3 separate regions of the Mus musculus genome follow, and all the other regions are linked to region 1. Evidence: chromatin contacts called from public promoter capture Hi-C data. All regions are on one chromosome and are shown on one strand. The core of a region is the stretch at or near the end of the contact, and the rest is flanking DNA. Distances in the headings are between cores, read along the strand shown.

Evidence for each region. Promoter capture Hi-C pulls out the DNA fragments that hold promoters and counts their contacts.
Region 2: a promoter capture Hi-C map of embryonic stem cells shows a contact between it and region 1. The contact joins the promoter of Abhd2 here to the promoter of Acan in region 1. A contact is called at or near these places in 2 of 39 promoter capture datasets (embryonic stem cells and stem cell-derived epiblast-like cells) and 2 of 115 datasets of contacts at active chromatin or transcription factors (both in embryonic stem cells).
Region 3: a contact with region 1 is called in a promoter capture Hi-C map of embryonic stem cells. The contact joins the promoter of Isg20 here to the promoter of Acan in region 1. A contact is called at or near these places in 21 of 39 promoter capture datasets (the 3T3-L1 cell line, 3T3-L1-derived adipocytes, the C10 cell line and 13 more), 3 of 15 datasets of contacts at CTCF or cohesin (the NIH/3T3 cell line, embryonic stem cells and hippocampal excitatory neurons), 21 of 484 Hi-C or Micro-C datasets (B cells, the NIH/3T3 cell line, the P5424 cell line and 8 more), 17 of 115 datasets of contacts at active chromatin or transcription factors (cardiomyocytes, double positive thymocytes, embryonic basal ganglia and 7 more) and 3 of 9 other capture datasets (adipose tissue, embryonic stem cells and liver).

What each region holds. Positions count from the first base shown.
Region 1 is chr7:79,051,380-79,054,889 of GRCm38.p6, reverse strand. Acan (aggrecan) reads right to left here and starts at 1,664. Exons shown (of 18, transcript NM_001361500.1): 1 at 1,282-1,664. It overlaps Gm26633 (predicted gene, 26633), which reads left to right and starts at 1,567. Exons shown (of 3, transcript NR_132432.1): 1 at 1,567-1,659.
Region 2 is chr7:79,271,600-79,275,109 of GRCm38.p6, reverse strand. It overlaps Abhd2 (abhydrolase domain containing 2), which reads right to left and starts at 1,844. Exons shown (of 11, transcript NM_018811.6): 1 at 1,771-1,844. Gm31510 (predicted gene, 31510) reads left to right here and starts at 2,081. Exons shown (of 2, transcript NR_169073.1): 1 at 2,081-2,143; 2 at 3,253-3,418.
Region 3 is chr7:78,912,127-78,915,636 of GRCm38.p6, reverse strand. Isg20 (interferon-stimulated protein) reads right to left here and starts at 1,872. Exons shown (of 4, transcript NM_020583.5): 1 at 1,595-1,872; 2 at 1,063-1,315. The coding sequence starts at 1,290.

The sequences.
Region 1 (3,510 bases), core at 415-2,914:
TCCTTAGGCTTGGTGACTGAGAGCGCCCCCCACCCCCAACTAGCCTTGCCAGGACAAATAGGCAACTAGACGACTCCTTGTCATGGTAACCAGAGGCAAGGAAGAGAGAGGATTAAGGCGGTGACTTCTCTTCCCTTAAATCGGCAGAGGAGCTGACTTCAGCCTCAAAAATCTAGACCCTAATTCTGACTCTGTCCCTAAATCAATGACCTGTAAAAAGTCATTGCATTGTTGTAGATTCCCTTCCCTAGGGGAGATGCCATAGGTGCTTTTCAGGGTCTAGACACCAGCCCACTGCAACACCCAGAGGCAGAAGCACCAAGGCAAGCTACCTCACAGAAGATCTTCCCGTTGCCTCCCACTGACACTCCCCACCCCACAGAACTGGAATTAACATGCCCACCAAACCTCTGGGACCTGAGATGCTCTATAGTGAGACTAGTGAATGCCCGCTCCAGAGCCTAGCTCCGGATTGCGGGCAGCAGCAAGTCCGAATAATTTGGGCGGGATTCTTCTTCCTGAAGCAGACAGCCCTCCACACCCACAGCTTACTGACACGCTGTCACCCTCCCACCCAGCCCTGGTATTGGAAGGGTTGCAGAAAAGCGCAGAAATGGAAAAACTTCGGGACCGTCCTGCATCCCCATGTCTTCTTTCCACCTCGACAAACGCCCGATCTCCCCTGGGAGCAGTAGCCCTGTCCCAGACTCAGCTGATATCTTTCCTCCTCTTTCCTACCGCTTTGAGTATCCTGAGATCCCTGCCATAAACCCAATGGGACCCACGAGTTTTCTCATCCTTTCTCAGGTATCTGCCGCCTATCTGATCAGCTGTTCATGTAACTTTGTTGATTCTCTGGTCAATTGGCCTTCCCAAGAGAAGATGAAAGCCTTATGGGGCACCCAGAGGACAGGGGGGGGGGGCGCGTTGGGGGGGGGAGTGGGATTTGAACCCACATTTCCTTGGCTTTAAAACTGCTACTCGCTCTACACTTCAGTTTAGCGCCCCCATACCTTAAACTTGAAAAATCTCTGGTCTTTCTTAATTCTGTGTACTCAGAGCTGGAGCCCCTCCACGTGTTCCCATTCACTTTGAGTCCGGGCAGCAGTTGAGTTTGCTCAACTTCCGTGTGCATGCAGCGGAGGTCGTGAGAGTCTCAACACACATACCCAATGTGGGCACCAAGGCACGCCACCCCCAGCACCTAGGCGCCTGTCCTCAGCAGCATTCCCAGATGCCCTGGGACAGAGCTCCCCTGGAGAGAAGGAGCCTTTTCTTTACCTTGAAGAGTTGGACTCGCTCCTCCAAGAACTTCAGTCCTTTATCCCTGCGAAGCAGCTAGGGATTCCTGGGGGCTGCCAGCCCCGGGTCTTGCTGCGCTGCAGCAGGGATGCTCTGCGCGGGGGGGGGGGGGCCCTGCGAACCCCTTCTCCCGCCGGCGTCTTCTCCGCAAGTCCCCTCGGGCGGTGGCCGCAGTGGTGGCTGGCTGACTAGGTTTCGGAGCAGGGTCGATGAAGGGAAGGGACACAGAAAGGTGCCCGAACTCCCTCGGCACCTGCGTCAGATGCTAGCCGGCGAGGATGCGGAGAGAGAGTGAGGGACCTTGAGCCGTTCCGCACGCGTCCTCAGCTCTGTGAGCCCCTCTGGCACCGCGGGGAGGTAGGTGGGCGGGAATGGTGCGCGGTGACACATACATAGGGGCGGGCGGGGGAGGGGAGGGCACACACGAGGGGTGGGGGCGAGCGCACAGGGAAACCCCACCCCCGGGGCCAATCTGCGGGGGGAGGGGAAGGCAGAAACGTCCGGAGCGCGCAGGACCCGGGCTGGGGACCGCGCTCAGCTGGGGAAGGCTCCGGGCGCGCAGGGCACGAGAGGAGCGCGGACCCCGCAGCTCCTGGGGCCGCGGAGGAAAGCTGTGCGGGCAGCACTGGAGGGCCCGCGTCTGCATTGCGGTCGGCAGCTCCGCAGTCCAGGCGGCCCCGGAGGGCTGCGCCCGCAGAGTGCCGAAGGCACCCGGCTCCTGCTGTCAGGGTAGCAGTCCGGTGCTGGGGTTGGGGTCGGGGTGTTTCCCTGGTATCGGGATGCGATTTGCAGCTGATACCCAGAAAGATGCCATCGCACAGGACGACCCCCTACTCTGGGAATGCGATTTGAAAGAATCTTCATAGAACACTGTTGGAAAGTTTTGGGGGTGGGGTACCCCGAGACGCAAGGGCGGAGAGAGGAGATGAGGCAGCTACAGAGGCACAAGGCACAAGGCTGAGGGCGCGGGGAGGGGTGTCTTCAAAACGCAACATAGACCAAGGACATCTCAAGCAGGAATTCGCTACGGCCTGGCCTCTACAACACTCTTTAATAAATTTGTTTCCCGGAAAAAGAAAAATCTAAGAGTCTTTGGATCCCTTCTATAAGCTAGTTGCAGCATACAGTGATTTTAATTTCTCTAACGAGTCCAATAAGTTAAATATTACAACACTACCTCTCACCTCCCAACAATGCTCACATATACCATGGGGCTCAGAAAGTGGTGGAGTTGTCCAGCAAGTTGGGGCTAACTTCAAGTCAAGGTCACCCCTCACAGGAGCAGCTAGCTGGGCAAGCTGCAGTGTGTTTGGGGGCTGGGGATTCAGACCGCTGCTGGCCTTGAGAGGAAGCGGGTGTTCTTCTCATTAAAGCACAGTGGCCTCAGGCAGTGCAGTGGAAATCTCCCGAATCTCTCACTGGGCAAGAAGTGGGTTCTTTGCAGACTACAGAGAGAACCGACCAAGTTTTTTCTTGATGAGAGGTCAGAAGTGATGTGCCTCAGTTTCCCCAGGTTGACTATGCTGGAATTGTGTGCATACCTCACTGGCTAGTGGTCTTTGGGACTGGCCCTGGCCCAGAGCATTCTTTGACTGTTTCTTTCTTGTACAGGGGGTGAAGCCCAGGGTGGGCTGTGGCTCAGGTGTTCTGTTGGGTGGCCTGCCTTCTTTCCCACCTGTATATTGGCTGCTCTGGGTCACAGTCAGCACATTTCAATGGTAGTCAGCGCTGCTCAGAGGCTAGTGTGTTTGCTTTTTAGAAGAATAGAGTGGAATCTTATGAGTTATTTTCTAGAAACATCAATCTCTTTGTTAAAAAATTAAACTAAAAAACATTTTCTTAGGAAACACTAGTCTCTTAAAGTCTAAAGCATTTCTCAAGTCACGCTCTGGGTGACCACGGACTGTCCTTGTCTGCAAAGTGGCATCATATTTGACGTATATCCCGGAGGGCCTTGGATTGATGAAGAGCAATTCAAGTCAAAGACAAATATTCAATAGGTAATTCATCTTTGTAAATAAGGAAACAGATGGTTACTGATCATCGAGTAGTTTTAACGAACAGACAGCAGCCATTTTGTATATGCCTGATGCCTCGTGACCCCACGGACCCCCAGGTACCCACTAAAACATTGAGATTCTAAGTCACCCAGGCAGTGAAGGGCTGTAGGGACAGATGGATATGACACCACACTGCCTTCTGGAGGAT
Region 2 (3,510 bases), core at 595-3,094, 220 kb before region 1:
TAATGGAAAGTTACATGGAAAGGCGACCACACGCTATTTAGCAAACCTGTTATGGTGACCATACGCCAGGCACTGTTCTAGTGGTCCCAATAGCGCATATTTCTCTAATCTTTTAACCAAAGTACCAGCATCATTCCTTGCCTTACTGGCCAGGAAACTGATACAGAGAAGTTGGATAACTTGCCCCAAGTCACACAGCTAGGAAGAGGCAGAACGAAGATTTAAACCCAAGCACTTAGATGCCAAAGTCTGAGCTTCTACCCCCTCTGGACTCATCTAGAACTTCAAGAATGAGAACTCTGCCGGAAGTAGAATTCAAATCATGTCCTGCCTAGACCTAGGGTTCAAGGGATGGAACAACTCTTAGTCCTGACCCTGTGATGACCAGCCAGCTGTGACTACCCCAGGCCTTAGGTTTCTTCATCCGTACAATAAGGGGGAAGAGTTAGATGAGCATCAGCCTTTTGGCTTCTAAATATCATGCTGACCGCCAGCAGCGTGGACTGAGCTGCTTTTGGCTGCCTACCCGGACAAAGCTTCATTTATCTTCACCTGGGTAAAGCGGGTTATAATTATTTCTTCTGCTTCCCGACCTTCAGAGGATTATGTCCTTCCTAGTCAAGCAAATGAGGGGAGGCAGTGAGGAGGGGAAATGCATTCTGCTTAGTGTGACTGTAACCCAATGGTCCTTGAAAAGCTCTGGGCACAGATCATGTTGACTCTGCCAATCCTGCAATCTCTCCCAAGCCTGTTCTTGGAACCTGCCTCTGGGCCAGGTAAAACTTGACCAGCTGGAGGTGAGGGCACCACAAAAGAGGAACCAGAAAGTGGAACCCCCAACTGCGCACTTAAGGTGAACCACTTGATTAACTCAGCATTCAATATAATCTATTCCATTTGTACGCAGGCATGCACACATGCATTTGAGAGCTAAGACCTCAAAAAAGATCATTATGGGTGTATTCAACATCCCCTTGGAATCTAGCCAACTCCGGTAAGTCCCATCCTCGATACAGTCAATAAATGTTGTTCAGAGTGCATGGGTGGATGGAGAAGGGCCTCACAGATGGCTCATACAATTCTCCCCTTCCTAAGCATCCCAGACAGGTGGCTATCATCTGGCCTCTGGCTAGGCACTTCCAAGGTCGATGCTCTGGCTGCTCGGCCTGGCAGGCAGCCCGGGGCGCTGCTGGACAGATCTTGTGGGGAAAGCCCACGAAGCACCTAGAACAGTTGCCCCACAAGCTCAATAAAGTGCGCCTCCAAGTAGGTCAAAAATTGCTTCCCTACAACTTGAACCCATCGGTCGTAGGTGAGCCCCGGGATCCCAAAATGCATCGGCCCATCGAAAGGGCTTGTAGTCAGGCCCTTTCAGGTTTCCAGCATCCTGCACTCTCTACCCTGAGTCTGGCCGGCCAGATACCTCCCCCAGGACCAAGACTTCAGCATTGATCAGAGCGAGGGATGGCAGCCAGGAGGCCTCCGTCGGCCTTGTCCCCAACCTCGGTTCCTCGAGCAGGAGAGGACAAAGGACCTTTAGGAAGGCGTATCCCACCAATGGGTTGGGCTGCCCCGTCATCAGACAAGCTGGCCCTCTAGATCCCCGCAGTGCCAGGTGACAGTCCCCCAAACAGTCCCCACGGATCCGGAGCACTCAAGCTGCGGCGCGATGGGCCGAGCCACGCTGGGGACCGGGTAACTCGGGGTTCTGGCCCGACGCATCCAAGGCGCGATCCCTGTTTGGTGGAACTCGCCCAGCCGAGGTCTTACCTTCTCTCATTGACTCCAGCAGTCCAACCCGCCCGGAGTCCGGTTCCCGCAGCTCCGCAGCTGCCGGCTGCGCTCATAGAAATACAGCCGGAACCCCTGGCCAGCGCAGCTCCCGCCGCTACCGGCCCCGCCCAGGCAACTGCCGCCACGCCCCTGACGACCGCCTCTGCTACGCCCCCAAGCAAGGCTCTCCCAGTGTCCATTGGATCACCCAGCCGCCACTCTATTTGTTCATCGCGCTTGTTGCGTCTATATGGTGGCCCATTGGTCAGTAGGACTGCTCCTCAAGGTGGAGGCGGAGATTCTTAGCGGGCAATTCTCCTATAATTGGTTACTTTTGATGTCTTTAGCCAGTGGGCCTAGATGCTATTGGGTAAGGTCCTCCCCGAGGGGCGGGATAAGGGGAGCCGGCTAAAGGATGGGTTATGTTTGATGGTTGATGATACGGAGTAGAGGAGAGGGCCTATTGTGATGGCTTTCTGAGTTCTGGGGCAGAAAGGTCCGGAGTCTTATAGAGATGAACTGGGGAAAGAGATAGCCCAGCCGTGGGGTTCTCAGCACTGGTGTGCCCAGGAAGATGAACCTGTAGCTCAGGACGTAGGTGTTTGAAGTGTGGAGTCCTAACTTAGTAGAGCAGAGGTGGTGAGTCACTAAACCAGAAAGCAAGAGGTGGAGGCGACAAAGAGGTGGAGGCAGCAGCCTTTGACCTCTTTCAGCTAGGGAAGTGGGTGGGAACATGCAGGACTTTATGGACCTGTTACAGTCCCTATGATCTTTCAGCTTTTAACCAGCCCTTGTGGTTGGAGGCCACTTGGAAGAAGTGACCTTTGAAGTCAGACTGCAGTCTTGGCCGTGCCTTTTAGCCTTTTAGAGTTCTCACTGACTATATTTGGTAAGTGCTGGTTGCTGATAGAAGATCAGTACAGTGCGTGGTGTTCCACGGGCGTTTATCAAGACTAGCTATTCATCACTCACCCTCTCCATCCATGCACCTAGACTGGGTTCTACCATTCTGTGAACCTGAGGCTCTGTTCGCAACGGCACGTGCCTGATGGAGAGAATACTGACAACCCGAAAGGGAGCTCCAGTGAGGCAGCCACCGACACACTGCCAAGGCACGCAGTGTGGCTCCAAGAGAAGAGGCAGGAGACAGAAGGAACACATAGCCAGAGGAAGGAATTTAGATTTGAAGCAATGTTAAATTTTCTCTTAATACATTTCCGGACCCCGACAAGGAAAGCATGAGCCAACTCAAGGAGGAGGAGCCAGCACCGGTCTCCTGTTTGTTATTCCAGCAGGAAGCTGAGGCAGGAGGATTGCTTTACTTTGAAGCTACATAATGAGTCCTCCTCTGTCACAATGAGGCCTTGTCACAAACAAACAAAGCAATGTGAGCAAGTAGCAGCCTTTGAAGGCTACTTAGTGCGGATCCAGAAGTCCCTCTAAAATATCCCTCAGACTCCCCCATTTCTCATTTTGAAGGTATGGGACACCCCAGAGTGTGGACGGAAAGACTCTTGGAACTGCATTGAACCCCAGACCTTTCAAAGCACCCATAACTGTGGGACAGTAGAGAGGAGGAGAGGCTCCATTGCTCTTCGGTTTTCCCCCAGTTGTCATGTTACCTCAATAAAGTTTCTCCTCAATATTTATTTATTCCTCTGTAATCTGCTCTCTCTTGACAAAGAGAAGGCCAGGCTTTGGTAGCAAAGGATTTCACTAAGAAACAACCTCCCCCAT
Region 3 (3,510 bases), core at 623-3,122, 140 kb after region 1:
CTGACCATTTTAAATATTTGCAAATTCTTTCATAGTCCTCTTTAAAGATTAATAACTAAGGCTGGAGTGTGGCTCAACTGGCAGAGTGCTTGCCTAGCATTGGAGGACCTAGCGTCTGGCCCATATAAACCGGGTACCATGACACATGCCTGTAAACCCCAGAATTTGGGGCAGATAGAGGCAGGAGGATCAAAGCCAGCCTGAGCGACATGGGACCCTATCTTAACAGCAAGCAAACAAATGATGGGGAATGGAACTCCCGGGGCTGGGGAAGCCCTGAAGGAAAGTCATACACAGAAATAAGCCCAGAAAATCCCATACGGCAGGCAAATAAACTTACACATAACTCCTGCCCACTGGCCCTGGCACACTGCCCCTCTACCTATCCCTCCCAGAGCGCACATGCACAAGTGTGACAAGTGCTACTAGTGTTTGGGCAATCTGGGGGGTGGGGGGCGGTTTGCTAAGCACCATCAGGGTACTGGGATTTCCACCCAGTGGGCAGTAGCAGAGCCTGGCTGCTTGCCACACAGCGGATGAGCAAGCCTGATCTATCTGGCGGCCCAGTGGGAGGATGGGCAGCCCTTAGAGTGCTCAGCTCCGTGTCCTACATGTCTGGAAGACATGGACACAAGGTTAAAGGGTAAGAACCTCGGGCCTCAGTGGCCCAGAGCACGCAGTCTGGGAACACAGTCTCCTTCAGCCCAGGAGCCTCTGGCCTCTGAGTCAGAGCCAGCTCAGCCTCAGAACCTCATTTCACAGGCTCACCAGAGCAGTGCGATGTAGAAGAGAAGGAACATCAGGTGGGACTCAATGTCCCCATCATAAGACCGGAAAGTTGGACCAGAAAGATGCCCTGAAAACAGCTGCAGATGGGAGCCTAAGATTCTCTGGTGGTGGGGAGACTAACTTAGTTGAGGGCTGTGATAGGGAGACCCAGAGTCCTTCCCTCCCTCAAATATGTGAGAAATTCCTCATGGGAGAGTCACAGACCACAGACCCTAGGAAGGAGCTGAGGTGGAAGGACAAATGTGCCTCGACTCCTGCTCCTTCTTCACTTACCTCTAGCCTGGCTTCACCAAATGGCGTGGCCCTCACCATGTGCTGAGGCGTGACCCCGCTGACTTGGGTTCTGTAGTCCGTGATCTCTCCCTCGGGTCGGATGTACTTGTCATACAGGACTGCGCCATGGATGTTCACAATGCTGCAGCGGGCGAGGCCACTCACCCTTTGAGGCCCAAGCCCCACCATCTCACAGTCCATGGCCACCACCTCTGGGATGCCTGCCATGCTCCTTGGCGACCCTCAGAAAGCCCTGGAGGATGGGGAGGTGGGGGGTGGGGGAGAGCCAGGCTGTCAGTCAAGAACCAACAGCCCTCCAGGCATCCTGGGCCACCACCCTGCCAAACTACACCCTGAGCCCTGCCCATTATCTCCAGTGCCACCTGGCAACAGAAGCTGGCCTCTTGCCAGCCTTCAGCTTCTGTGTGCTATAGGTCCCAGAGCTTGCTGGTCCTGTCTGGCTGTCCCACCTCGAAGCCCCCTCCCATTGCCTCCCAGTTTGGGCAGCTATGTGGTTGGTACCTGCTCTCACCTGTCTCAGTGCCCTGGGTTCTCTTCTGCCCCTCTGTTTCCACTTCTCGGCTACTTCAGTCACTTTGGGAAGTGACTCATCTCTAACGGGGAGCCTGCCTGTTTTAGTTTCAGTTTCTGGTTCATTATCAAGGGAAGTTGAGGAGTGGGGGCAGGCCTTGTAGCCTGGGCTGTTCCATCTCCTCAAGGCTGGCCAGGTAAGGGGGCTGGCAGGTTGAGTCAGGGCTGGTGGCCGCGTCAGGCTGTCCCTCCTCTGGCCCTGCCCTACTCCTCCCTTTCGGATGACGTGTCTGACGTGGACGGAGTGGATTGCAACATCTTTCTTTGCTTTTCTCACCCTCCACCCAGAGAATAAACATCTCCGGGATTGGAGCCTGGGGAAGGTCCCACAACTTCTGGGACCTGCTGTCAGTGTGCTACCCTGGGAGGTTTTCTGAGGACAGAGCAAGCAGTTCTTGAGATGCTGGTACCATTAACTGGGAAGGGCAGCAAGGGGTTGGGGGAGGAGGAGGGTCTAGTCCTTGGTGCCTCATTGGGCAGAGACTCTACCTGGGAGAGTTGACAAACAGCAGCAGACCTTTAGAGGGCCTCAAGCCAGGCTGTTCTTCCTCCTGGGTTCTAGTCTCCTGGGCTGGGACTTAGAATCCTTAGAGTGATACCTATTATTAGGTCCAAAAGGAAAAATTCCAAGAACCCTCCCCAGCCCCCTGAAATAAAGGGCAGGCCCACTGTCTTTGTCCAAAATGACAGTCTGGCCCGCAGCTCAAGCTGGACTATAGGGTTTCTTGTGTATAGCTCAAAGTTCTCACAAAGAGTTCCTCAGAAACCTGTCAGAACAGTTCTGTGGGTCCACATGACAGCCCATGCTAGCCTGCAGACTCCTTCACATGACACATGTTCACATGTACCTGTTCTGCACTGGCCTTCTGACCCCTCTCACCTCCCTGACTCCTCCGCTCTGCTAGCTCCCAGGCCCTTCCACCTCAGCCCCGTCCGTTTTCCTTAAAACCAGCAATATCCCCACTCTACCCCCTGCCGCTCTTACTATTCTCTTCTCTAGCTCCCCACTCCTATTTTCTCTGCTCCTGAGAGATGGTCCTGTCCATGGGCAGGCAGTCTGCTGCTTTTCCTCTCTGCTCTGGACTCTTCTGGATGCCCCTGGCTGGTCTCTCATAGCGACAAGAAAACTCCTCCCCTGAATCATGGAGCCCCTGTTGCTTATTCCTAACACGCAGGGAACGTTCAGTATTCTAATAAACAAACTGAGGTATGCGCGGATCAGAAACAGACTCAGCTTTCTAAGAGGGGAGCGCTTGCAGAACACACCAGAGAGAGAGAGGCCAAAGGAAGAATATATATGGATCTGCATTCGCTTTGCCACTCGGGGAGATAAAACACAGAGGCGCTAGGCTATGTTCCTTTCTCTCCGCTGGGGTGCGGGGCTTGTGGGTCATACCGCTCAGGGGAGAGGAAATGAAACCTAAGATAGGGGCCCCAGTTCATTGTCACTGGGTCGGAAACTGTGGTTCTCAAACTCCTGGGCATGGAAACCCCAAGAGTTGAAGGGATGAGGGTGGGGTGGGGCTAAAAACAGGGAATCCGGCTTAGTTTCAGACCTGCTTCGGAGACTTGAGCACTGCTCTGTAGGACAAAGGCTTGCCCCCCGGGGCGGTCCTTGAAGGAAACAGCCATTGCTTGTCCAAACTGCTTATTCACGGTGGATGTTAGGAATGCCTCATTGGCTCGTGGAAGGACCTCAGCTGTTGTCCCTACGTGACTGATTGTCACAGTCCTCTCAATGGAGTGTCATGGTCCACTCCACCGGAGTCAAGAGTAGATTTAAATGCCTACGGGTCTCAAATGCCAGAATTGCTGGGGTTCCTGATTCTTCTCCACCTTACCAGATTTTCTGTGTGG